7 separate regions of the Mus musculus genome follow, and regions 2, 3, 4, 5, 6 and 7 are each linked to region 1. The links are chromatin contacts, called in public Hi-C, HiChIP or PLAC-seq and Micro-C maps. All regions are on one chromosome and are shown on one strand. Each heading gives the region's core, a stretch centred on a gene start, on an enhancer-like site or on the middle of the called end of the contact. The rest is flanking DNA. Distances are from core to core; before and after follow the strand shown. Region 1 has its middle 15 kb from the start of Gm32379. Region 2 holds the start of Ppif (peptidylprolyl isomerase F (cyclophilin F)). Region 3 has its middle 9.9 kb from the start of Gm41110. Region 4 overlaps Gm31838 (a long non-coding RNA gene). Region 5 holds the start of 4931406H21Rik (RIKEN cDNA 4931406H21 gene). Region 6 overlaps Gm32008 (a long non-coding RNA gene). Region 7 overlaps Zmiz1 (zinc finger, MIZ-type containing 1).

Region 1 (2,700 bases), core at 19-2,518:
TGCTGTTCCCAGCTCTGCCCAGCTTGCTAGCTGTCTGCATTTTCCTTTGCTTTCAGCCACGGTGACTTCCAACAGTGCTCTGCAGAATCTCCAGGACTTCCCAGAAGAGGCCCGTCAGAGTCTGCCTTACATGTAAAAGTTCTGCTTCAGATGTTTGTCATCTAAGAGATCCTGCCGTTAAAGTCCATGCCAGAAAAAAAAAATCAATGGATAAGCTTTCCAAGTTCCCATGTGGCTCTCTTACCACCCTGGGTGACTAACATGGCCTGGTTTGCCACACACAAGTTTCATTTTATCTAACCCCATGTTAAGATGACCACACCCAGATAAGCTAGAGGGTCGGTACCCTCAGTTTTAACATTCTGCTCTTAAAAGACAGGCTACCGTCTGGAGAGGTCACGGGGGGGGGGGGGGCGCGGCAGGCTGAACACTGGGGCTAGTGGCCTCTGCTGCCGTGGAAGTGGCAAGAGCCTCCTGAAGGAGTTGGGCAGGAGACCCCTAAGGCAACTGGGACAGCTACATGAGGCATGGGAGTCTCTGGAGCATAAGAGATTAGTTGATGCAGTCTGGATTGCTAGGACTGCTTCCCTGGGACTGGAGCCACTGGTCTGGTGTCAGGATCCAGAGAACCCTAATATCGTCTGCCTAACCCCACAGCAGCACATCCTCACGGATAGGCACAAGGCCAGAGATGTTCAAGGATAAGTCAGTGGCTCCACAGAGCATGTGCGGTTCAGGCTCCCTGCCCCACCAGACTTGCTCATCTCATCCGTGGAACTCCAGCTCCAGCTGTAGCCTCCCTCCTGGAGGTCAAGGATGGCACAAGGAAGGAGTGGCTTAGACACTAGCTGCTTCCCACTGGTCAGGGCTGCTACAGTGCTTCCTCTTGAAAAGAGGCTGGGAAATGGTGTGTTTCAGCTGAGTGGAACCAAATCAAGAGAGAGAGAGAGAGAGAGAGAGAGAGAGAGAGAGAGAGAGAGAGAGAGAGAGAGAGAGCACTCTTGTTTGGATAATTCGCGGAGTCCTCAGGAGGTTCTTAGAGGATTCTAAATACACTGGCCATCCAATCTCCCTATCACAGGAGCTTATGTCTCAGAGTCCCCTGGGTCCCAAGTGCCATAGATGCCAGGCTTGGCATGATCCACACTGCTGGGGTGCCACCAACAGGCTGCCGGAAACCCCATTTCTTTTCTCTTCCCAACAAAGCCAGATGGCAGGCAGTGTGACTCCATCTCCGGCAAAGTCCAGGGGACTTTGTCCCCTCCCTGCTTGGAAGGCTGTGCCCCCCTCCTGATGCACTTCCTGTGGCCCACAGCCCAGCCTCTCTGTGAGTGAGATCCGCCCTTCCCCCTCCCGCGCAAGCCCAGAGCGAGTCAGCCCATCTGGTTCTATTTCACTTCGTGTTACTCATCAGGATGTGTTTGCCAGGAGTTATTTGATGTTCAGGAAGAATTCTGAAGCTTTTGAAAAGAGGTAAATAAAATCCTTTATCCCCCAAAGAGTCGTGAAATTGTGTTTTGCTCAGGAGGTGGCAGGCAGCCATGTGAGGTCTGGAGGCCCCTGCCTAGCCAGGCACAGGGGCTGGAGTTTCAGGATTTGTTCTTCTGTCAGTCAGTCTGCATCTCCACTCCTCCAAGCCCTTCCTGATGCTCTCTGGGGATGCCCGAATTTGGGAACAGATGAGGGCTGCCTGTGGGGACAGCCCAGCCTGTCTCTTGCTCTTCAGCCAAGAAAGCTTTTAGGGAGCTCGCTCCTTCTGGTCCTCAGCCCTGTCACTCCACAGCCGTGCATATGAGCTCCAGGGGAGGGACCAGAGGGAGCCGTGTTCCCTGCCACAGAACAACCTGTGAGGGTGACTGACAGAGGGCCTGGGTTGGGGGAGCTCACCCCATCTGCTAGGGTCTGGATATCACAAAGCAAGGGAGCTGACATTCCTCCAAGCTCTTGTGAATGGCAACAGACATCATAGATGCTAGGAGACCCAGAAGGGCAGGCTCTGCCCCTGAGACTGTCCTACAGAGGAAGGTCCCACCCCCTTTAGCATCCATTTCTCCCAGAGTCCATGCAGCCTCCTATTTCTGCCCAGAGAAGTTTCAGTGCAATGTTGAAGTTATCCCTGACAAGGGCTGGATCCTCAGGTCTCCTTAATCCAAGGTGGACCCCTCTCTACCTTTCTGGGGGCCCTTAACCGTCCTGTTGAGAAGAGACCAATATTTGTATGATTGGTTGCTGCTTGGTCAGAATCTGAGGGTTTACTTCCACCCAAAACATCCCTATTCTATGCAATGCCCCCCACATAAGCAGCCAGGCAGAGGAGTGTGGGCTCACCCCTGTACCTCTTGATCTGTCCTCCCTATTTACAGGGATGCCAGAGGGCTCCTCCACAGCCCGGGGCAGTGTCATCTCAAATCCTACAGTACGTGAGGCTTCCCACCCACTGCATCCCTCGTGACAGCTTACAACCCTGACTATTAAACATTGATCACTCAAATTTAACATCCTATCTTCCCTTTGATATCTTCAACTGCTCTCTGCATAAGACAACAAGCCTCTTTCTGCAGCTCCGTATGAGGGAGACTTCAAAGACTTCTTCCAGGTCCCTCAGCACTGCAGTTCTGGGATTCTGCCAGCGAGACTGTCAGGAGGAAGGTTTAAGGCATCCTCTGCTGGCAGCATCTTTGGGACTCAGGCCTGTGGGGA
Region 2 (2,700 bases), core at 159-2,658, 470 kb before region 1:
TGGTCATAATCTAAGTCCTAACTCCATGCCAAGCCCACCAGCCTTGCCGGGCTCACTTTCCACGTAAGCCTTACCTGCAGTCTTTGGCACGACATCTGCCTTTAACTATGGTGAAGGAAAAGGAACAGAAAAGGATGGTCAGTCCAGAAGCAGGTGCAAAAAAGATCCCCCTCACCATTCACACCCAGAGGCCAGGGCATCATGACAAAGAAGAACAGGGCCATTCCCTTCCATGACCACCAACCCTCCTCGGAACTGCCAAAGCCACTATCGTTTCTGCCAGCTGCTTCCTGAACCCAACCAAAGCTTGCTTGAGACAGCCTTAGTTTCTTATCCGAAGAAACTAGTGCCATCCTGGCCCACTTCCGGGACAGAAATGTCAGCTGGAGGCCCTCGGCATGAGTCCCTGGACCAAGAGTAAGTATCACATTAGAATTAGCTGACCTTCCTCAGTGCTGGGGGAAACTGAGGCTCACAGAAGGGAAGGAGGGGACCGTCATCCAAGCCTGCCTCATGCCTCTCAACTTCTCTTAAGAATCCCTCTTCACCAAACAGAGTTGGGGAGGTACTCCTCATTTTCCAAACGAGGAAAATGAGGCATAATAAAAAATGCCAGCTCCCCTCCCCCAGTAGATCGGCAGTCTAACTGGTACCTTTGTTCAAAGCAGAACAGCCTAAAGGCTCCTGGGATGGCCTCCTGATAACCTTGGTGTCTGTTTCCTACTTTTCTTTTTAAGGGTCAAATCTCAGGGAATGGAGAGGGCTTGGGCAGCCAGAACCTTCTCACTTGCATTCCCTGTGTCTCCTCTTAGGCAACCAGGCCTTGGGGGCGGATCCGGAGTGCGCTCAGGCCACCACGTGAGCACCTGGCAACACCTGGACCTCAGCTACCCACCCCAGAGCTCTGGGTCCAACCTCGGACGCAGAGGGTCTAGGAAGCCCAACGTCGGTCCAGGCCGGTCAGTGGGCTGTCACTCAGTACGATCTGACCTTGACCTTTTCCTCCACACCCCCCAGGGTTTTGAAAAGCCCCGAACGGACCAAGCTGATGCCGCCTCTTCTGAGAGAGGGAAACTGAGGCTCAAGGTCACCTGATGTGCCAGGCACAGTACAGGGCCCGGGAAGTCCAGGTTTTCCAAATGTCCAAGCCTCACCTCCAGCACCACGCGGCCGAGCGGCTGTCCATCGGCGCCCACGTCCAAGTACACGAGCGGGTTCCCGGAGGAAGAGTTCGCGCCGCGGGCTCCGCCGTCGCTGCAGGTACGGGTCGCGGAGAGGAGCAGCGGCGCGGAGCGCGGGCCGGAGAGCAGACCGAGCAGGCGGGGGCCGCAACGCAGCGCTAGCATCGCTGTCGCGGGTCGGGCGAGGGCGCGCGGAAGAACTCAGAGCAGACACAGGCAAGGTCGTACGACCCAGGAAGCGATACCTAGGCCGCGCGCCGCCGCCTTTATTGGTCGGCTGGCTTCGAGACCACGCCCCCCTCCACGCCTCCGCCGCGCCCCCTCGGAACCTGTTCGCTAGCGTCCCCTGCCGGTTGCCGCTGGCAGCGTAATCGGCTCGTGCGTTGTGCCCCGCCCTCCATCCCTACACACTGAGCCGGAAGTCCTTTGAAAGTGCTTCTAGATCAAGAGAAAGGTTGATCCTGAGATTCAGAAAGACGTGGGGGGGTGTAGGTGGGGGAATCTGAGGTGGCTCAGAAAGGGAGAGATAACAGAAAGAACAGAGAAGCAGAGATACAGTCTAAGACACCCACAAGGTGACCTCAGGCTGCCGGCTCCAGGGCTGAGTTTGTCTCCTTTTGCTTCTAGAGACCAGATCCTCCGCCAGGACTGAAAATACAGTTTGCCGAACCAATAGTGCATCTGCCAGGCCTCAGTCCCAGCCCACTCTGACAGCCCTTGTCTGTTCCCACCACCTCCAGCCAGGCCAGCAGAGTGCGGGGCTAGATTTACACCCCCTGGAATGCCCCCTAGATTTACATTCACCTGGAATAAACTTCCTTGCCAACTGCACCACACCTGCAGGTAACTTCCTAAGCAACCATTCTCTAGGGATGCCAGGAAGTTGGCAGTGTGTGATATAAAAGGAAAGGAGCCTGCAGAAGAGCCACAGGCAGGACTTTAAACCCTGGTGCACTGGGCACAGCACCAGCCTGGGAATCAAATGAATGCCAGCCAGCGAGAGCATGTGAGCCAACACAGTTAGGAAACTGAGGCTCAGAAAGAGAAAAAGGCTCTAACTAGGGCTAGAAAACCCTGGTTCCCTACTGCTGGATTCAGCCAGTCCTGCAACCAAGGAAGCGATGAGAAATTACCCTGCTTTCTACTCATACCTGTTCTGAGGATAAACAAACAAGAGAGAGAAGCATTTGTTAACTGTTAAATGCTGTTCTGTGTTCAACAGCGATGGGCATAGCCTAGACTGTGTGCTCAGAGCATAGCGGGGAATCTCCAGTGCAAGGTCCCAAGGTCCTGAGAGGCGGGAGCAGGAAAGGAGCTGAGAGCCTTAGGAGCCGGGGAGCCTGGCCTGTCCCACCCAAGATTCAGTTGGGGGGTGTGTGTGTGTGGAGAAGCCATGCTGGTCCAAGTAGTCTATGAAATCAGGGCATGCTCCCCGCCTCACACATGGCAGCCTGAACCCTCTTGTGATGGTCCACAGCTCTCTGCTTTGTGCTACTGGCCTTGATGGGTTGTATACCAG
Region 3 (2,700 bases), core at 23-2,522, 330 kb after region 1:
CTTCTTTTCATTTTAAGAGAAATAAAACCATTATGTTTTGGTGGGTGCCAAGAGTATCGGGCCACAGGCATGTGTCCACTGTGCCTAAGGGAGTCCCTAGAAGCACCTACTGCCGGACCTATGCCAATCCATACCCTTGGCATCACAGGACCTCGGGAGTTAAAAGTACAGTTGTCCTCAGGTGAAATTGCCGAGCCCGGTGTGGGTGGCCAGCATTGGCCTTTGACCACAGCTGAGCAAATAAAACCCAGGCTACCTCCGAGGTTGTACTCAGCTCTTGCCTGCCTCCTGCTTCCTTGCCAGGGGCCCAGAATTTGAAAAGCATGCTGTCTGTGGCTGCCCGACTGCATGGCAGACACACAGGGCAGGCCCCCTTTTCCTGGGTCACACCAGGCAAAGCCAACTGGGAGAATAAAGAGCTGACTTTGTGGGCTGTATCTCCCCTTGCCTGGCCTGACCCCCTCCATTGGCCCACGACTCTCCAGGGATTCTAGAACATTCCGAGGGAAAAGACCTCATCTGTGGTAAGATACAGGACAGCCAGTCAGTAGCTTAACTGGTTTTCCTGGATAGAGAGAATAAACAAGGGCTAGCATGGTCTGATTAAGACAGGGGCCTTGGCCTTCTTCATCCCTACACAAGCCTGGCTCAAGTACATTGCAAACACCAAAGAACCCCAAAGGATGCCATTTGGAAATCATGTGTTGAGTGGTCTCTGAGCTCCAGTTTGGGAGGGATGACCATGGTCTTGCATAAATGGCTGGTCATGCAGTAAAAACAAACAAACAAAAACAAAAACACAACCCAGTGGGGTCGGGGATCCTCAGGCGGGGCTAAGAAAGAACAAGGCAGATGGGAAGCTTCCCAGAGGGCTCCTCAGTGGAAAAAGCAGGTCCTGTTCCAGGAGCCATGGAAAGGCAGTGGTGGTCATCCCAGGAACAAAATACAGTTACCACGGACAGACTCATCAAAACGTCTCAGTCACAGCACAGCCATCATGGCCACAGCTGTCATACGCACAGTGCTTGCAGATGCAGCTCCACTGCGCACCACTACAGGCATATACACCAGCATAGTCATGGGCAGAACGTGTCGTGCATACTCCATGTTACACAAAACATGCCACACGCTGTGTCCGGCCTGTGAGGCATCTCTGCTGAATCCATTAGCAGGCCAGCAAGCAAGGCCCTCCCCTCCATGGGAGCTCTGAGGCAAGCTAATCCCCACATACCTAGGATGTTAAATCATTGCTTCTGCTGTGGGCTGCCCAGGTACATCTGGCTCCGTTTAGTCTCCCCCACTGAGCAGAAACACATGTGGGCTCTGTGCTGAGGTGGGAGTCTGTGTGCACAGGCTTCTGCAGGCCGGTGGGGGCTGGGGGCCGCTGAGACGGGATGTAAGGCAGCTTTTCAGAAGTGTGGTTTTTGGCACACGTGTGTTCTGTGAGATATAATTGGGTTCTATGGAAAAAAAAAAAGGTTTCCTCAGAGAAGGGAATTTGGCAAACTGCACCGATCCAGGGTGAGCCAAGAATCATGGGCTTCCTCAGAGACTCTGAATAAAAAGAATTGTTTCCTAAATGTACATTGTTGGATTACCCGGAAGGAGACTGGTGAGTAGTGGTCAACAGGAAACCCAGATTTCCAGGGCTTGAAAGTTCTGGAAAGGTATCAGCTCCCACAGTAGGAAGTCCAGAGATGGGTACTTCCAGGACTCAGTGTTCAAGCATGTCACTGAAGCCAGCTACCTTACATTTTTCCCCCTCTGTAGTCTGAATTGTTTCCTCGCCGGAGTCAAAATGGCAGCTGCAGTTCTGGGTGCCGTCACAGTCTCCGGAGCTGCCAGCACCAGAACTTCTGTAGCTTGAGGGAGACATTTCTCAGCGATCCAACCAGAGACCTCTCTCCATATTTTATTAGCCATACTGCTGCCTAAAGCAGTTTGTGGAAGGGGGCTCACGGGGCTAGAACTCAGGACTGAAGCGACACTAACTACTTGCTCAAGGGACTTCACGCTATCCATCTTCCATCTTACTAGAGACCTTTGAGGATGCCCCAACTTTGAGAGATTCTTCTCTGGCCGCTCTAATTGCTGTTTAGTTTTCTGTCAACTTGGCACAAGCTAGGTCAGTTGGGAAGAGGTAACCTTAGTGGAGAGAATGTCTGCATCAGATTGGCCTGTCGGCAACCCCATGGAGCATTTTCTTGATTAGTGGCTGATGTGGGAGGACCCAGCCCACTGTGGGCAGTGCAACCCCTGGGCAGACGGCCCTGGGTTGATAAGAAGACAGACTGAGCAAGAGTGGAAGATAAGAAATAACTCAAGTTATCCTCTGACCTCTACACACCAGCCATGCATGAACATGCACATGCGTGTGTGCATGCGTGCGTGCATGTACACACACACACCACCAACAGCAGTAGCAGCAACAGCAACAACAATAACAAACAAAAATAAAATACAAAAAAAGCATAAATAGATGTGCCACTTGCTTGTCTATAATTTAAAGGGAATGTAATTTAAATTCCTGTTTTCTTACAGTCTGTGTACATTGCTTTTTCAGTTGTCTCACAAGTTACTGAGGCACAAATGTTCCCTAAGTGATTTGGGTCTAGCTCTGAGAAGTGTTGGGGCACTGCAAAAGAAAATAATGTTGGTCATGGTGGTGTCTACCCAGCATTCTAATATTTTAGAGGGAGA
Region 4 (2,700 bases), core at 50-2,549, 430 kb after region 1:
GGAAGGACCTAAGGATAAACAAACATAGCCAGACACCAAAGCAGAATGGTTGTCTTCCACACAGTTCAGAGACAAAAGGCGCTGTGACAGGGTCTCAAAAGATTACCAATCAAGCCCTGGCCCCACCTCATGCTTCTGCCCTTTGATGTGCATTAGCAGGTCCCCAGCCTCTGGTGGTGGTCTACAGCCTCTTCCCTTGTAGTCTAGTCGCAGAGTCCAGCCATCCTGAAGCCAGCCCCTGATTCTCAGAAGCTCCTGCCCCACCCTGCCTGGTTACACCCTACTGCATACGCAGAGCCTGGATGCCAGACGCCAACCTCCCCCAGAGCTGGGCTCTGAAAACAGACCAGGCTACAGAAGTGTGGATCCAGGTTCTCTGCCCCCTGTGTGAGATGCCAATGGAGGAGTCTAGGGATCTCTGATGCTTTCAGCACCCTCTGCATGTGTGCCCTAGAGAGAAGAGAGGGGATATTTGCATCTCTGTGCCTGCCCTGGCCACATCCCCAGCCTAACCTCCAGCCCTATGAGCTGATGCAGGAGGAATTTATTTACGGGCTCATTATCCCTGTGACTCACGGCCAGCTTGAGTTGGGGTGTAACGAGGAGCTGGGGAGTGGTCCTGCAAGAGACTGTGCCCATGAGGCCTGGGAGGATGCAAGCCAGGATCCACAGGGCCTCACCACACCCAGAGCCAAGAGGGCAGATGGGAGGAGTGCAAAGGAAATGCCAGCCCTCCAGTTTGTCTTGGCTCTCGCAATTCTAGGCCTTTCCCAAACTCTGGGGTGAGTCCAACACAGAGGCCTCAAATGGAAGGTTTGGCTGGCAACTGTACGTCCCCAAATGTTCCAGGGAACTCGGGCGGATAGAGAAACACTGACAAACATCTTTCCAGTTTCTTTCCCATCAGGAGATCCCTGCCCCTTGGCCCTGCTCCATCAGCCCCCTGGGTGGGAGGTTTTACACAAACACAGGCTATGGCCATGAACTCATTCAAACATCTTTTGCAACCATTACTCTGTTCGCAATGAGTTTAACTTCATCCACTTTGGAGAGAAAAGCAAGGGACTCTATGAAGTGAGGCCCAGTCAGGGAGAGATTAACAATATTAACTAATGATAAAATGCAGCAGTTTAACATGATGTAACAAAGGTGGCATTAATATGTCCTTCTCCCTCTTCAAAGGCATCTCATCGCACGCTTCTTGTACACACATCTGCACTACTGCAACAGCTGACGTGACCACTGAGATGGTTATGACTAGTGGGAGGGTAGTATACACAGTGTGGATACGCGGGACAAAGGAACCAATCACATCCCAGGCAGAACTGAGCACAATGGCAGGATTACTTCATGCTACTCAGAGTAGCACACAATTTGAAACATTTATGCCTGGAATTTTCCATTTAATAATTCCAGGACATGGTTAGTCAACAAGTAACTGAAACAAAACAAAATCACAGTGAGGGAAGGGGGTGGGGGCTGCCTCCTCTCTCTGATTGCTGTCTGGATGTACATTGATACTGTACCTGTCAGAAAAACAGGAGCCACCCAGCTCTTTCAAGCAGGAAAGGATTTAATATAAGAAGTGGGTAAATTGTAACACTGGCCATGATTTCCCTCCGTTCTGTACCTAACACGATGGGAGTTTAGATGAGGGTAGGTCATGTGACTTAGCTTGCTTAAGAAAATATGACAGATGTCATACTATTAATAAGCTGAAGCCTCAAGAGACCTGACATTTCCCCACCAACCCTCCTGGAACCCTGCACAGTGCACTGCATGAACCCATGGCTAAGCTCAGTTACTGCTATGCAATGAGAGACCATCCAACCAATCAGCAGATGGGTCACCTTGTAAACAGATACAGATGCGTGAGTGCGCTCCACCAAGACCAGCGAAGCAATCTGCGGAGCCCAGCCCAGGCTCCAGTCCAATCCACAGTGTGGTGGGTTAAGTATATAACTGTCACTTTCAACACCTAAGTAGGAGGGTGGTTTCTAACTGATACAGAACACCGGGGACAGACAGACAAATGAACAGTGCTGGTACATCAAGTGTAAAGGTTCTGTACAAAAAGGAAGATGTTGCAGGACCAGCAGACACTGCTGTGGGGACTACAAGCATCTCTTCTAGTGTCTTTAAAGTATCCTATCTACCTAGTCCCACCCATCTGCCCATTCTAGCAGGAGGACAATGATATGGCTTCTGCTTCCTTTCCACTTCTGAATCTTACACCATTGCCTCCTGTTGAAATATTATAAAATTCATTCAAAGATCCTTGGAAATGTAGTTCTCAGAACTACAAAGAGAAGGTCACAAAAGCTGGAGACATAGGTCTACATTGCCAACCAGTAAACTCAACCCAACAACTAGTAACCAGGCCCAAGGCCCCACTATGTCCTAGACACTCTTCTGAAAATACTTAGTGGGGAGATGAGAGGGCTTTCTGCTCCCTGTCCTCCTTCCACTGTGCTCCATTGGCTCTAGGTGTCTCTTTGAAGTGATACAGGCACTATTAGCCCATTACATCCTCAGCCATCTCTACCAGTCCTAGTTCTGATTGATCCTTATGGAGGCCAGACGAGTGCATGTCTTCACCAACCTCTTTGGAGTGGACCACAGAAGGAGGAGATGCAGGATCTGGTTATGTTTGCTGCATCAAGACCTGCTCACTTTCTCTATCACCAAATTGACCTTGGA
Region 5 (2,700 bases), core at 151-2,650, 360 kb before region 1:
CCCCAGTCTTCCTGGGTCACTCAGGAGGAGGGATAGCTTCCTGGGGCCCAAACTGGACTCGCTTTCAAGCAAATTCTGTCACTAGCACTGAGAACTATAGGGCTGGAGTCTGTCTGTCCCTCTCAGAGCCTCGATTTCCTCCTCTGTAAATGGGTGTGCTAACAACAGAGCCCCAGTGACCTCTCCCATGGCACAGAGAACACAGGTTTTGGCCACAACACATATCTGATGGTTAGTCAGTTCCCACAGGCTGGCAGTAAAATCCAGAGCCATTTCCATGGGATCTGGCCTGGGAGGGGCGAAGGCCCGGCAGAAGGAAGGAAGCCAAGCCCTCCCCCACAGCCCAGCTCTGCAGAGTTCACATGGGGGTGGGGGTGGGGATGGTGTCCAGGAGGAAGTCTGTCCCTGGCCTTGAGAAGGTGCCCCAGCCTGCCAGGCAGGCTGGTGTTTCAAGGACAAGGCCTTGCCTTCCTGCTATCTCTGGGGGAACTGGCAGCCACTAACAAATCCCCTGCAATCTGCACCCACCAATCCTGCCTGCTCGCTGGGCAGCCAAGAGCCGTTTTTCACGGGGAGCTGCACACAGCTTTGTCTTAGAGAGACAGCTCTGGCGGGTGCCCCTGAATGGGGCTATTTGTCCTCCATGCTGAAGGGAAGGCAGCTGAATGCTCTGTTGGGGTGGGCAGAGGCAGAGAGGGTGGAGAAAGGCTATGGGGGAGGGTGAAGGTAGAGATAGCAGCCACGACACTATGAGAGACCAGAAGTGCTGTCCACCACGGAGGTGTCTCAGAGTCACCATGCAGCTCGGTGAGTGCAAAAAAAAATCTTGTTTCCACAGCAATGGGACACTGGTATATGACCGGCCTTCCCTGGTGTAAAGAGCCCTGGCTGGTAGAAGTTGAAATGACCTGACTGGTTTTGGGTGCCTTTGTCCCATCCCAGCCCCACGACAAATTAACTACGGGGCTGCCACACTAGTGCCGTAGAAGGCCCCATTCCAGCCCCTATCCCTGAACTGAGAGCTCTAGAGTGAGACCCAGTATCTCTTAAGAGCCTCTTCCACAGATCACAGGCAGAGAGAGGCAAGGCATGTCTCAGTGTCTCCACTAAGACCAGCTGACATCTGACAGGCACATGACTCATTAGGGAAACAGAGCAGGCATGCATCTGGGGACTTAAAGCCAGCAAGCGACATTATTTCCACTCCCGTTCTGGGACCTGGGCTGCTGTACTGGAAGGTGTGCTTAGAACAGAGGTCAGAGGTCAGAGAACCCAGTAGACTTTACCCATCTTGGGGATGCAGACCCAAGGTTTCCATTCAAAGGATGCAGAACATCTGCGTGATGGTGCTACTCCACGAAGAGCAAGTAAGTGCACATAACTAACAGGCATGTCCTAAAACCACACAGCAGTCCCACGTCCACAGCCAGCTCTGGGCAGCCTGGCTGTGTTAAGATTGGCAAACACCCTCTGCCTGTCCCCACTTGAATCATTCCTCTGCCTCCTGTGGTCCCTTCTCCAAAAGCTTGCTGGTGCCTGTCAGGATGGCCTGGGTATTCTTGATGCCTCCCACAGTAGCTGGGTGCCTATTCTACCAATAGTCCCTTTAAACCACCCAAGCATCCAAGCATTGGCTATGCCAGGGAGAAAAAAGAAGACAAAAAAAAAAAAAAAAGCAGCTGGCACCCCCACCTGTGCCCCAGCCCCATTATGGATAGCTTGGGGCGCATCTTCCTTTCCTTTGGTCCCTGGGCTGCTTACCTTCTGGGCTCTGACATTCTCTATTCTGCTATTTCAACATGTGCTGGCTGCTCAGAGGGTCAGCTGAGGCTACATAGATCTATTCAAGCATAGACACCAGCGGAGGCATGCAGGCAACTCTTGGGGACCCTCGGACATGGCGACTGCCTGGTTTCTCGCTCCCATGTAGGCTGAACAGAAGGCTGAACCACTGAGTGAGCGCCCAAGAGGCTGACATTACAGTACAGCCTGCCAAGTTACTCTGGGCTGGCATGCGGTGGTGGAGGGGGCTGATGGGCATTGCTACAGCCTTGGAGGAGAGCCTGGGATGTGTCAGGTGCTGGGGGCTGGGCAGGTGACCTTCTATCTAGGAAGGGGTGGGGGGTGTGGGAGGGTGCAGCCGGCCCCTCAGGAGCCTCAAGATGAGGATGCAAGTGCATGTGCGCATGCGTGCTCCTGCTCCCGTGCGCGCAGAGGCTAAAGGCTGCAGCAGAACAAAGAGTTGGGGGCTGGGCATCAGAGGGCCCCACGTGGAGGCGGCTGCCTGGGCGGCTTGCTGTAGTGTCTGGGCTGTGCTCAGCTCTGCATTCCGTCTCTGTCTCTCTCATTTTCGTGCCATACAGTGCTGCCCCCAGGCCTGAGCCTGCTCACCGTCACCACCCTGCTCACTGCCACAACCACGCACACAGCCCAACTCTTTGGTAGCATTCTTGACAAAGCATCTCCCCTCACAACATGATCTCATTGCAGGGCCTTCTCAGGCCCCAGCCTGGCCTCCTGACAGGCGAGACAGAAGGCAGAAGGGTGGGAGAGGCGCCCATAGATGCAGCTAGTTGCGCGTGCACACACTGCTCAGCCATTCCGTAACAGTCATACACCACCCCCAGAACCCACACACATCTGTGAACACCTATAGGTCTCTGTGCACTGAAACCCCTCCACCATCACAGGACTCCTCAG
Region 6 (2,700 bases), core at 30-2,529, 400 kb after region 1:
ATGGAATACAGTGAGCACGGTCCAAGAGCTACTGGGGAATCCCAAGACTCAAAGAGATTCTGACATATCACCCGATTCCCAGATCAGTAAAACCAGCTGGAACCCACAAGAGAAATCCATACCAATAGGGCATGATGGTAAGTGCCTGTTATCATACCAATGGGAAGATAGAGGAAGGAAGACTGGGAGTTTCAGTATCAGCCTTGTCTACATTTCATGGTTGAGATCAGCCTGGGCTATATGAGAGCCCATCCCGAGGGAAACACCTTGCCTGCTAAAAAATGAAGAACCCTTTTGAGGCCTTGGGGAAGGGGTAAAACCTTTGGTCTCTTCTGCTGCTGGCTTCTCTGTACCAGTGGTTGAACAGAGGTCCCTACTATTTAGTGTAGTCTGCTATCAAAACACAACCATAGATTGTATTTCAAGAATGTGATTTATTTCCCGCAATGCCAGTGACCAGAAATCTAACATCAAGGTGATGCTGAGTAGACTTTGTTCCCAGGCTAATATACTTGTCTCAGGCTGTGTGCTGTGTAGTCACAGGAACGCTTCTTTGTATAACCTTTTGTTATGAAATTACCAGTCCATCCAGAGGTCTCCCCTGAGACCTTACCTAACCCAAATTTACCTTATGAAAGCCCCATATTCAATTATGATCTCACTAGGTATTGAGGCTTCAATGTATGAATCTTAATATATGAAACATTCAGTCACTAATACTCCCCCAAATGAATGTCTACCTAGGATATGTGGATATGACATGGTTTGGGATAGAGATACAGGTCTTCAGGAATGTCAATCACTTATGGATCCTGAGACCCTGTCATGCTAGGGTACCAGAATGGCTCGATGTTCGGATCCAGTCATGGTGGAGCCAGCACTGAGAAGACAGAGGCAGCAACTTCAAGCCAGGGGCAGCCAAGGGCAGCCAAGGACAGCCAAAGACAGCCAAAGACTGCAGTAAGCCACCAGAAGTTGGGAGAACAAGGAAAGACACCCTTTCCAAGTTCACAAAGATATTGCTGTCCTATACCCACAAAGGTCATGAGTTGTTAAAGCTTGGTCCTTAAGCAATGGTTAGAGACTTTGGGGAACTGACTACCTCATGAGGACCTTGACCCCATCAATGGATGACTCCTAATTTGATGACATTATTGGGAAGTTGGGGACACTGAGAGGCAGTACCTCAGCTGGGAAAGTAGGTCATTGGGAGTGTGCACTTGCCTTTGTGCCTGGTCCTTTCTCTGATCTCTGTCCCTTTGTTTCCCAGTTGCCATGAGACAGAGCAGCTTTCTCCCACCACGTGGGATTCATCCTAGTCGCTGGCACATGACAACAGAGCCAGCCACCCATGGTTGTACAAGCACAATCCACAGTAATCCAAGCCCCCCTTTAAGTTGGTTTCTTCATGTATTTAGTCCCAGCAGTGAAATCTTAATACCAAACTTGAGTTGGCACTTTGGTGCTATGAGAGAAGACGCTGTTATTTCTATACAACCAAGTTTGTGGTCATTTGTGGAAGCCTCAAGAATGAGCCTCAGTATCTGTAGCAATAATGACAGCATCCTCTGCAGCAATAATGACAGTGCCCAGTACAGAGTAAATATTAATGAATGTAAGTAGCTGTTAGGAGTTAGATGCCACCTATGCCCATGGATTCTACCCCATCGGATTTAACTCTCCTTTCAAAGGCTAGGATGTTCTCCTTCCACCTTTAGGGACCTGAAGGTGAGAATCGATGCTCACCTAAGCACCCCCAGTTCCATTCCCTGCCTCTTCTCCCATGGGCTTAGACTGCACTGTTCCCATAGCTGCCTTCTGGGACAGAAATCCACGAGATGGATACAGGCCATGCTATGACAGAGCCTCCCTCACTTGCCCTAGAAGCCTTCATGTACCCCTGTCATTCTCTAACATATTCATTAAAAATAAATGCAAGGATCTCCTGAATATCCCAGGACATACTTATAGCTAGAGATAGTGTTTTAAAGATGGTGTATCCTTAATGCTCAGACTTCACACTGGCATCTCCCCTCAGACTACCTTTTTTTTTTTTTCGCCACATTCCAACCACCGATCAGGACTGCATTTTGTGGAAAGGGAATGTTGAGGGCAAACTCTGTCTTCCTTGTAGATTTTTTTTTTTTTGAGACCCTGGGTTCTTGTAGAAGTCCAAGCTCCTAGTCCAATGGTGAAAGGGTCTGCCTTTCACCAGGCTCTGGCTCCTGCCTCCACATTCCCCTGGAGCTGAGGGGAGATTGGAGGTACTATCATGAAGACTGTGGTTGCTGTAACCATCCAGAGCGCATGCTTCAATTACACACTCTTCGGGTCTCTGGTGCAGAGAAGCCCACGTCAGCGCTAGGGAGTGTTCTCTCCCACATCATTACCCAGCTTTCCATATTCTCCTCAGTCATCTGCAAGCTGTGGGCTGTAAATCCTGCCCGGGGGAGGCAGGGGCAGTGGAGCCCGCTCTACCTTCCCAGATGCGTGGGAGGGATGGCTCTGGAGCTTTTCCCTCCCTGCTCTGGCTTCACCAGCTCGCTCGCAAAGGACAAGGGAACAGCAACACTTCCCAAATCACTCCCAAATGTTCCTCTAAAAACCTCCGGCTGACTCTGAATGCCAAGGAATTGTTCACAGGGTGACAATTTCATAGATCTTGGTCAGGGAACAGAAATCTCTGGTTTGGAGGTGGGG
Region 7 (2,700 bases), core at 48-2,547, 290 kb before region 1:
GATCCCCCTAGTATTACAGGCAGTGTGAGTGCTGGAAAGCAAAGTTAGGTCCTCGGGAAGAGTAGTATATGCTCTTAACCATGGAGCCTTACTTATTTAATTTTTGTATGCGTTTGTGTGCACATAAGGTCAGTGTTGAGTGTCTTCTGTATTCACTCTCCATATTCTTTGTGTGTGTATGTGTGTGTGTATGTGTTTGTTTTTGAGACATGGTGTCTTACTATGTCTTACCAGCTCTGACTTGCCTGGAACTCACTCTGAAGACCAGGCTAGCCTTGAATTCACGGAGATCTGCCCGCTTCTGCCTCCCTAGTGGTGGGATTAAAGGTGTCTGCCACTACACCTGGTTTTCCACATTGGTCTTTTGAGACAGGGTCTTTCACTGAACCTGGAGCTCACCAGTTCTGCTTGACTGGCCAGCTGCTGAGCCTCAGGGCTACCTGTCTACCTGTCTCCACCTCCCCATCCTCCAGACTCAGTGTGTAGCAGAGGAGAGCCACAGATAGTTAGGTATTTCTAATGCATTTCTCTTATTCTTTAATAAATACACAGCATAAATAAATAAAACAAAATTTATGTTCTTTCGGGTTCTGATTTTAGAATCTAGTCACAAATGTCTTAAGTTTCTTGGGCCAAATTTCTACAAACTCACTACAGTGAAGTTTTGGCAGAAGAGTGTTTGCAGAGAAAACAAAGCAGAGAGGTTAGTGCCTGCCCTGAGCATATGACAAAGCCTAGGTCTCGGGTGCTGGGAGCGTTCAGCAGCAGCCTCTCTCCAGCCCATGCCTAGCCCTACACAATCTCTGGGCTTGGTAAAGAACCTCTAGAGAATGAGGCGACTGGATGAAGATGGCAATGCTGAAGTCTGGGATCCAAGATGGTGTCCTTTCCCAGGATTCCCTGAAGCCCTCCTCTTTCTTCCATCAGCCTCCTCTGGTGATCGTTGGCAGGGGCTAGAAGCATCAATCTCTCTTTGGATCATACCAGGAGCTCCAAGCATACCCCTGATGCTACAACCTCATTCCTGAGCCTTGATTCTGTGGACTCTAGCACAGGCCCCAGCCTTCTTTTGACCTTGGTCTCCCTATATATTTGTCTTTGGGATAGGCCTCGATGGTGTTGGTTCTAGGGCCTCACAGTTCTAGGGCCATCTGGGGCTTTGCAGCTGGAGACCCTGGCTGGGCCCCACTGCCTGCCTTCCTGCTGAGAACAGGATGTGGGTGTCAGGAGGTGAGGAGAGCATGGGGCCGGGTTGGGAGTGGCCTTGGGTTGGGACTTCCTGAAGCCAGATCGGTTTACCACAGTCAGTTGGGCTCAGGACCGCACAGCTGTGAGTTATAAATGGCCCTCTCAGAGCAGGGTCTAGAGGCCCTGATGCCAGTGGAGGCAGCAAGTGTCCATAGTGCCTACCCAGGGGTCTTCCCCAGCTAACGGCCTAGCCTCTGGAAGCCAGTTCTATCTGTCCTGCCCTCTCGAGCTATGAGTTCTCTTTATACCTCACTCTGAGATTACTGATAAGGGGGCTGACACCATCTTCTCCTTAGCCTTCAAGTGAGAATCCTGTGGTCTTGGTGACTAGGGAGATCCTTTTGAGCAAGGCCAATGACCTGACACAGGACACAGGGTCCCTGACACCAAACTGGGCACACAGCCAGCTACTCCAACGACAACCCAACAACTCAGCAACCTGCTTCCCATAGCCTAACTGCCTTCCAGTGCCCGCACCAGAGCATACACAGGGGAGGAGGGAGAGAGAGTACCGAGGTCTCAGCCTGCTTGCAGTGGCCCTCAGCTTAGCAAAGCAGCAGCAACTCGGCCTAGCGCCAGGCCTTGGTGTGATTCGCATCCCCGGCAGGAGGTGTTCTGAGGGCCCCTTCCCCCTGTGGGCTGCCTGGAATCAATCCTTCAGGCCATGCTCAGCCTGGGGCACACCACATGGTCAAGAATAAGAGGGACAGTGCCTCCTACTGGGACCAGTGAAGGGGGACACAGAAACAGGCACAGTGGCAAACTGTAGTTCAGGTCTATGACAGCTGAAGTTTATGGCATTTTGGAGGCCCTCTTGAAAAAATATGTAAAATTGTAAATGCCTATTTAGAGTTAGAAAAATCAGAACAAACTCCTGGATCCTCAGGGATCCAAATCCCATTTCTGGTGAGGCTTCTTTAAATGACTGACCAGAAATACTTATAGCGAGAAGCTCCCAATTACAACTTGTGACACCTCTCTACCTGTAACACTCCACAGCTCCCAGGAACTCCAAGTCTCCAGCCAGCTTCTCCCTAACTTTGCCAATCATCATCATGGTAACGAAACTGTTAATACCGACTAACTTAGGGCCATTAGCTGTACCATTCTAAGTACTTTATGTCAACTGACTCATTTAGTCTCATGACATCCTGGGAAGTACACGCTGTACCCATTTTAAAAGATGAGGAAACATAGAGGGACACGAAGAAAACAGCTCAAGGTCACCGCCAGGATAGGAACCCAGACAGGCTGGCACTGTGCCCTGACCAGTCCTCTCGGCCACCGCACCGAGAAGCTGGAGAGACTCCAAAAGCAGCAGCAGCAGCAGCAGCAGCAGCAGCAGCAGCAGCAACCAAGGGCAGATGCTAAGTATACCCATTCATGTATGCATTCATCCATGAACGACATCACTGATTCATCCCACCTGGCACCAACGCCTCAGCGAGTGAA

The links. Hi-C and Micro-C count contacts between places; a contact is called where the count stands out from the background. HiChIP or PLAC-seq counts read pairs in DNA pulled down with a chosen protein or histone mark.
Region 2: a contact with region 1 is called in a Hi-C map of the N1E-115 cell line, with 5 times the contacts expected there. The contact joins the promoter of Ppif here to the enhancer-like site in region 1. A contact is called at or near these places in 4 of 39 promoter capture datasets (the 3T3-L1 cell line, cranial neural crest and stem cell-derived epiblast-like cells), 2 of 484 Hi-C or Micro-C datasets (the N1E-115 cell line and muscle stem cells) and 1 of 115 datasets of contacts at active chromatin or transcription factors (bone marrow-derived macrophages).
Region 3: a contact with region 1 is called in a Micro-C map of palatal mesenchyme, with 2.3 times the contacts expected there. The contact joins two enhancer-like sites. A contact is called at or near these places in 1 of 39 promoter capture datasets (the 3T3-L1 cell line), 3 of 484 Hi-C or Micro-C datasets (cerebral cortex, embryonic fibroblasts and palatal mesenchyme) and 1 of 115 datasets of contacts at active chromatin or transcription factors (the NIH/3T3 cell line).
Region 4: an H3K27ac HiChIP or PLAC-seq map of the NIH/3T3 cell line shows a contact between it and region 1, with 4 times the contacts expected there. The contact joins two enhancer-like sites. A contact is called at or near these places in 1 of 39 promoter capture datasets (the 3T3-L1 cell line), 6 of 484 Hi-C or Micro-C datasets (cerebellar granule neurons, cerebellum, cortical neurons and 2 more) and 4 of 115 datasets of contacts at active chromatin or transcription factors (the NIH/3T3 cell line, embryonic fibroblasts, fibro-adipogenic progenitors and 1 more).
Region 5: a contact with region 1 is called in an H3K4me3 HiChIP or PLAC-seq map of embryonic basal ganglia, with 3 times the contacts expected there. The contact joins the promoter of 4931406H21Rik here to the enhancer-like site in region 1. A contact is called at or near these places in 3 of 484 Hi-C or Micro-C datasets (large pre-B cells, myocytes and nephron progenitors), 1 of 115 datasets of contacts at active chromatin or transcription factors (embryonic basal ganglia) and 1 of 9 other capture datasets (embryonic stem cells).
Region 6: a Hi-C map of the N1E-115 cell line shows a contact between it and region 1, with 8 times the contacts expected there. The contact joins two enhancer-like sites. A contact is called at or near these places in 1 of 39 promoter capture datasets (the 3T3-L1 cell line) and 2 of 484 Hi-C or Micro-C datasets (the N1E-115 cell line and uterus).
Region 7: a contact with region 1 is called in a Hi-C map of the N1E-115 cell line, with 2.4 times the contacts expected there. The contact joins two enhancer-like sites. A contact is called at or near these places in 2 of 39 promoter capture datasets (the 3T3-L1 cell line and hippocampal neurons), 2 of 484 Hi-C or Micro-C datasets (the N1E-115 cell line and embryonic fibroblasts) and 3 of 115 datasets of contacts at active chromatin or transcription factors (double positive thymocytes, fibro-adipogenic progenitors and pancreatic cancer cells).

Annotation. Positions count from the first base shown.
Region 1 is chr14:25,225,344-25,228,043 of GRCm38.p6, reverse strand. No RefSeq gene overlaps it. Among named protein-coding and RNA genes, the nearest start is that of Gm32379, 15 kb to the right of the region's middle. Within about 2 kb of position 1,268, at least 221 of the 459 cell types and tissues checked have an H3K27ac peak or open chromatin away from gene starts, as enhancers often do. A contact at or near this core is called in the N1E-115 cell line, the NIH/3T3 cell line, cerebellar granule neurons and 10 more, where this site is marked.
Region 2 is chr14:25,692,878-25,695,577 of GRCm38.p6, reverse strand. It overlaps Ppif (peptidylprolyl isomerase F (cyclophilin F)), which reads right to left and starts at 1,408. Exons shown (of 6, transcript NM_134084.1): 1 at 1,155-1,408; 2 at 75-105. The coding sequence starts at 1,346.
Region 3 is chr14:24,899,468-24,902,167 of GRCm38.p6, reverse strand. No RefSeq gene overlaps it. Among named protein-coding and RNA genes, the nearest start is that of Gm41110, 9.9 kb to the right of the region's middle. Within about 2 kb of position 1,272, at least 54 of the 459 cell types and tissues checked have an H3K27ac peak or open chromatin away from gene starts, as enhancers often do. A contact at or near this core is called in cerebral cortex, embryonic fibroblasts and palatal mesenchyme, where this site is marked.
Region 4 is chr14:24,791,695-24,794,394 of GRCm38.p6, reverse strand. All of the region lies in intron 3 of Gm31838 (a long non-coding RNA gene), which reads right to left. Among named protein-coding and RNA genes, the nearest start is that of Gm31838, 12 kb to the right of the region's middle. Within about 2 kb of position 1,299, at least 104 of the 459 cell types and tissues checked have an H3K27ac peak or open chromatin away from gene starts, as enhancers often do. A contact at or near this core is called in the NIH/3T3 cell line, cerebellar granule neurons, cerebellum and 3 more, where this site is marked.
Region 5 is chr14:25,585,504-25,588,203 of GRCm38.p6, reverse strand. It overlaps 4931406H21Rik (RIKEN cDNA 4931406H21 gene), which reads right to left and starts at 1,400. Exons shown (of 1, transcript NR_033492.1): 1 at 1-1,400. The region is part of intron 6 of Zmiz1 (zinc finger, MIZ-type containing 1); the gene reads right to left. Gm32497 (a long non-coding RNA gene) reads left to right here. Exons shown (of 4, transcript XR_003951081.1): 4 at 1-2,700. RefSeq lists an enhancer at 1-2,700.
Region 6 is chr14:24,823,105-24,825,804 of GRCm38.p6, reverse strand. The region is part of intron 2 of Gm32008 (a long non-coding RNA gene); the gene reads right to left. Among named protein-coding and RNA genes, the nearest start is that of Gm31951, 5.9 kb to the left of the region's middle. Within about 2 kb of position 1,279, at least 48 of the 459 cell types and tissues checked have an H3K27ac peak or open chromatin away from gene starts, as enhancers often do. A contact at or near this core is called in the N1E-115 cell line and uterus, where this site is marked.
Region 7 is chr14:25,515,963-25,518,662 of GRCm38.p6, reverse strand. The region is part of intron 2 of Zmiz1 (zinc finger, MIZ-type containing 1); the gene reads right to left. Among named protein-coding and RNA genes, the nearest start is that of Mir3075, 17 kb to the left of the region's middle. Within about 2 kb of position 1,297, at least 190 of the 459 cell types and tissues checked have an H3K27ac peak or open chromatin away from gene starts, as enhancers often do. A contact at or near this core is called in the N1E-115 cell line, embryonic fibroblasts and pancreatic cancer cells, where this site is marked.